Regions from separate parts of the Mus musculus genome. Here region 1 is linked to region 2. A link is a contact called in public Hi-C data. All regions are on one chromosome and are shown on one strand. The core of a region is the stretch at or near the end of the contact, and the rest is flanking DNA. Distances in the headings are between cores, read along the strand shown.

The links. Hi-C and Micro-C count contacts between places; a contact is called where the count stands out from the background.
Region 1: a contact with region 2 is called in a Hi-C map of bone marrow-derived macrophages, with 21 read pairs. The contact joins two enhancer-like sites. A contact is called at or near these places in 5 of 15 datasets of contacts at CTCF or cohesin (CD8 T cells, embryonic stem cells, large pre-B cells and 2 more), 17 of 484 Hi-C or Micro-C datasets (the NIH/3T3 cell line, Sertoli cells, Th2 cells and 9 more) and 6 of 115 datasets of contacts at active chromatin or transcription factors (the HPC-7 cell line, Th17 cells, embryonic basal ganglia and 2 more).

The regions. Positions count from the first base shown.
Region 1 is chr2:38,614,763-38,617,738 of GRCm38.p6, reverse strand. All of the region lies in intron 5 of Psmb7 (proteasome (prosome, macropain) subunit, beta type 7), which reads left to right. Among named protein-coding and RNA genes, the nearest start is that of Psmb7, 28 kb to the left of the region's middle. Within about 2 kb of position 1,443, at least 42 of the 459 cell types and tissues checked have an H3K27ac peak or open chromatin away from gene starts, as enhancers often do. A contact at or near this core is called in bone marrow-derived macrophages, where this site is marked.
Region 2 is chr2:38,434,631-38,437,333 of GRCm38.p6, reverse strand. No RefSeq gene overlaps it. Among named protein-coding and RNA genes, the nearest start is that of Gm25081, 44 kb to the left of the region's middle. Within about 2 kb of position 1,268, at least 7 of the 459 cell types and tissues checked have an H3K27ac peak or open chromatin away from gene starts, as enhancers often do. A contact at or near this core is called in bone marrow-derived macrophages, where this site is marked.

The DNA of each region.
Region 1 (2,976 bases), core at 194-2,693, 180 kb before region 2:
TGCTAAGGAGCAACTACATGGAAACTCCTGATGAGATGGGGAGCTTCACTAGCAAAATGCAGGAACCCACCCCTGTGGCAGTGGGAGGCTTGGCCATATGACGACAGGAACTGAATGTAGTTTTGTTGCCTTAAGACATCTTTTTGAAAATTCAACTTAGGTTATATCTGATTGCCTTTATTCATCCTGATGTGGTGAATTAGGCACTAGGCAGTAAATGTTCTTTTACACCTCATAAGATGTCGGTTGCTATCGTTACTCCTTGGGACCTGTTCAGTTTCCCTGGCTCCTGGCCAATTGCATTTTCTCTTCATCACAGTATACTCCAACATGGAGATGTTTGGTGCTTATATGCTAGCTTTGGTGTGTGTCTGTAGCTGTGGAAGGTGGACAGGTCTTGGAGGAGAGTGGTAAGCTCTCATGGGGTGGGTGGTAATCAATGAAGACTCTTGGGAAGAAGTGGCCTCTCAACTGGGGTTTGAAGGTGATTAGGAGTGCTGTGAATCATCAAGGGGCCCAGGGACTGCCACATACCAAGGCGAGAAGGCTGAAAATAGCATGGGTGTTTGGGAAGTGATAGTAGAATGAGAAGTATGCATTGAGGAAGTGAAGGGAGAGCCTGAGGGTAGTAGTAAGACATGGACCAGTCTTGTGTGTCCTTTCTGAACTGTCGTGTACATATAGACATATATGTGAGAAGGCCACATAAGGTAGCATCTGAGATGGAATTTTGCCCTGTGCATGTTGGACCTATAATCCTGGGTGAGATGGTTACCACTACAGTGGGTTGCTATAAGAACTAGTGACATAGGCATTACATGTGGCATTGGTGCTCAGCATTTGGGTCCTGTTTGCTTCCCCTGGTGTGCTCTCCTTACTGCTAGGGTGGGAGCTCATGGAGCACTGTCCACGTATGTGTTGTATTCACAGAGCGCCACGTATGGAAAGCAGGTGTCATTAGCATCTGCCTCCTTAACTGCACATGCTGTGTATAAAGCAGTCTCCTCTCCATTTCCATATCAGGAACCAGATAGTTTGGAACTCAGAGGTATCCATGTTTTTAGAATAGGAAATAGTGCAAATGGTTCTTCAAAAGAATTAGCCCTAGCTTTATGTATGGTGGTGCCTGGTGGGGTGACTAGGAGCTGAAGCAGTGGATGCTCTGGGCTTCTAGTAATGGCATATGGGGAAAGTGGGATGTGGTGTTCGAATATTTTGTAGGTCACATGATGGCTGTATCTGTATGGCATTTGTCTAATGATTTGTTGTATCTAGATTGGGGCTAGGGTCAAGATCTGGGAGTTGGAATAACATTAGGGATATCATGTTCATGCCTTTTTTAAAAATTAACAGTTCCTCTTTTCTTGTGCCTCTCATTGCATTGCCTTGAAGTTCTGTGCTGATTTTACTCTGCCCTCTTGTGGCTTTGACAGTTGCACTCCTGTGTGAATCATTACCCAAACTTTCTGTGTAGCAGATGTGTGCAGCCAAAAACCTGTTGACAGGGACTGTGCCGTTTCCTAGCACTTCTGTGGTCTCATGCAGGGGGGCGCCAGAGCCCTCCTTTCCTGAGAGCTGGGGTAGGAGCTAATTGCAGATGATGTAGAAATTCTCTCGAGATTGAATCGCCTTCTCTTTACATTTCTTTTGGAACCTATTTGTCTTTGGCTTCAGAGGGAGCAGAATCAAGCATAGTTTAGGAGGTTCTTTCCAGAGAACGTCTCCTACTGTGTGTGCCAAAGATGGAGGCGAAGACAGGAAAGCAGAAATACCTTGTTCATGTCTTTCCTGTATTCACCCACCACCTCTACACTGTGGAGAGCCCTCCTGACCCCAACAAACATAAAACAGACCCTTATTGAACCAGTAGTTCGGGGTTCTGATGTATCTTTTCCACTTACAGAAGTTATGTCTGTGGTGTTACTGCCACACAGGAGGCAGCTTCTGATGAAGGAAGAATTGTTTGGCTGGGGGGGAACTTTTTTTTCCATTAAAATATTGAATGAAGCTGCACAGAAGCAGATCCATGCCCGGGAGAGAGAATAGAGTAAAGATACTTACTGTGACTGTGCCAGGGGAGATGGGCCAGAAGACAAAAAATGGCTGGCGGTTTTGTGTGACACCCCCACCCCCACCCCCAACCCCCAGGAAAAATGCCTTTAAGCCAAGCTTGGTTTATTTCTTTAACAGTAATTCATTTCCATTCTCTACAAAGTTGTTAGCTCTTGGGTAAATACCATGTCTTTTTGTATCCTTTTTAAATGTGGATTTCGAGCCTGTTAACCCATTTACCCTTGGGCTCTTCCTCAAGATAGATAATCTTGGACACATTGGAAGGCAAGCCTGCCTTTGGCCACTCTGCAGGAACGTTTTCTATCTGGAAGAATTTTTTTCAGAGATTTCCTCATTTGCAATTTTCTTGTTTCCTCCTGACAGCTGTCCTTTGTTTTCCACACAAAACCAGCTTGGTTTTTCCTAGCGAGACCTAGAGAATTTAGGTTTCTACTTATGCCTTGAAACAGAAACTGAGGTTTTTGGGTTTTTTTCCTTTGACTCCTGAATCTCCTGGTGAGCTGGGAACTAATGAAAGCATTGGTGAAATGTGGCCCTCTTTCCAGATTTTTCAAGGACATGTTTATTTTGAAATCAGAGGCTTGATTTGGCGAGTCTGCCCCTGCAATATGCTGGGGTGTTTTGGAATACACCACTTCTATGTATGTTTAATGTCTGCCTCCTTTTCAAAGGGCTTTTAATGTTCCTTTAGACCATCTTAGGGTTTTGTTTTTAACCCCAAAGAGGGGGAATGGGGTTGCCTTTTGCTCCCAGAACCTAAATGAATAGTCATTGCTTCTAATGCTGGTCTACATTGACGTTTCCCACTGCTTTGGAGGTGATGTATCCGGTGCTGTGAAGGTAACGATCCTCAGCCACAGCAATATTCTGTAACAGGAGTATCTGTCATATTCAGCGGGATTA
Region 2 (2,703 bases), core at 19-2,518:
CAGGAAATTTTGTTTAGGGCAAATGAAGTGAATGTTAGCCCCTCTGGATCCATGCTGAATTGGCTCTGCCTCCAGGGACCTGACCTGGATGGATTTGCTTGCTTTCCATCCAGCTCAGTCCATTAGTAAGAGAGCAGAGAGTGGAGAAAAGAATTTCACTGTCTCATTTTCCAACTTGCCTTTGCTGGAGTGGCCTTGTCAATCTCACCGGGTGAGAGTATGACCAGTACCACAATTTCTGAGCCAAATTGGAAGCAAGCTCTGTTAAATATTGGCCAGGATGATGGACACTGGGCATGTCGTCTATACCCAAGATTCCTAGAGTATGGCACTCATTAAGTCAGAGGCTTAAGAAGTCTAAACCTACAAGAGTGTGTGCTTCCTACCTTCATCCACTCAGGAGCAAGCATACATCCTGTCGCACTTCCTGCCTACGTACCTCCCACTGATGTGTGATTATGCATACCCTGTGCAGTTGGAACAACCAAGCTTGTTTACTGAAGTGAAAACATATGGCTTGTTATTTTACATGAACAATATAGCCCCTAGCATTCCAGGAAGTTACCTGTCCTTTAAGCACGTGGGGCTTACAGGTTAAAGGCATTTTTGTTTTATAGATCTCTCAAGCACAGTAATTTAAACTTAAAACATAACTTTAGCCCTCACAGCCTGCGTCCCTTTTTTTAAAGGCTCCATCTCTGCTCTGACTCCGGCATTCTCCGCATTCATCCAGATTTCTTTCTCTGGCTCAGAGGGTGAAGGGAGGGCAGTGGCTCCTCACGGCACCAGCATGTGGAAGTTAGAGAACACATCTTGGGGGTTAGGTATATCCTACCACTATGTGGGTCCCAGGAATCAAACTCAGAATATCAAGTTTGGCAATAGGTACTTTTACCTTCTAAGCTATCTGGCCAAGCCTATCCAGGCTCCTGCACCCTCCTTTCTTCCTTCCCCCAGTCCCTGCCTGCAATCATTTCTGGCTCCACAATTACCCAATGTTTGACAGGTTATAGGTTTAAAAACACAGCTCCCCCAGCACACGCGTGCACGCACGCACACGTGCACGCACGCACGCGCGCACACAGACACACACAAAACTAGTCTTGCTTCAGACATCAACTGCAACTTTGGGGTTCCTTGGGATGTCCTCATTTTGACCATCTGGTAACAAATTGGGGAATTTCCACTTCTCCCTCACAGAGAACTCAGCATAACCTCAGTATGTATGACCACCAAGAAGATGCAAAGCAGAACTATCTAAAGAAGAAGCCAGGAGGATATTGTAAGCTTCCTTCTCCAGGAGGGACTTGTGGTCCTCTCACCACATAAACCTGTGATAATAAGCATGGCCCTGCCAACCAGGGAAGTTCATCTGAGTTAGTGTCTTAGTTAGGGCTTTACTGCTGTGAACAGATACCATGACCAAGGCAACTCTTGTAAAGATGACATTTAATTGGAGCTGGCTTACAGGTTCATAGGTTCAGTCTATTATCATCAAGGCAGGAACATTGCAGCATCCAGGCAGGCATGGTGCAGGAAGAGCTGAAAGTTACACATCTTCATCTGAAGGCTGCTAGCAGAATACTGACTTCCAGGTAGCCAGGAAGAGGGTCTTAAAGCCCACACCCACAATGACACACCTACTCCAACAAAGCCACACCCACTCCAACAAAGCCACACCTCTAAATAGTTCCACTCTCTGGGCCCAGCATATACAAACCATCACAGTCAGCATCCACATTTTATTTGGGTTTCATCAAACAGCGCTGCTTATGGAATTTTGAACCCCACATCTGTCCCCAGATGCTTACACTTTCTGGCATGCTATCCTCCATCCTGAGGCACTAATTAGCATATACAATCTAGAAGTTCTGAGTCAGTTCCTTCTGCGGGAACAATCCGGTGAGGACCAAGAAGCCTGTGTCCCTTTTGAAAAGGGAGTTTATTGCCTTAATAAAGATGCCCCCCCCCCGCCGCCAATCAAGGAGTCCTAGGTTGTTTCTGCTCAAAGGCCATATCAGCACTCAGGAGGTGGGAAGGAGGAACAGAGAAAGGGCTCCTCTTGTCCAGCCTGATGACTTGAATTGGACGTCCATGAGCCACATGGCAGAAGGAGAGAACCAGGCAGTTTCTGGTCCTCTGACTTCCAAATGCTCATTTCCCAGGAATTTGTATGAGCACACACACACACACACACACACACACACACACACACACACACACACACAAAATAAATATAATTAAAAATTAAAAATAAAAACCATAAAGCTTAAGGAAGGAAAGAACACAAGGCACCTCATGTGCTTTTTGTAGAGATCCACAAGTCCTCTAGCACCCACGTTAAAACCCAGGCACTCCAGCAGGCAAATGTGACCCCAGAACTATAGAAACAGACAGATCTCTAAGACTTCCTCTAAATTCAGTGAAACGAACCACAGAAGCCATTGTTCTTATTGTCCCTGTGTCACATGAACTATAGACTATAAACTATTAGAGTATAAACCTTTTGAGGTACAAGTCATATGCAAATGGAGCCATGTCCAAATTAAGGACGGGAGCCCTGGTGGCCCTTCACCCTCCCTAGTCATTCTGAGCAGAGAGAAAGGTGGCCAGGGTCCGTGTGCCTGTCATTGGAAGGCTTTCTCGTGGGTATCTGCCTGTCTCACAGTGACTTCCTTCTCTTCAAACCTCCTCCCCACCCAG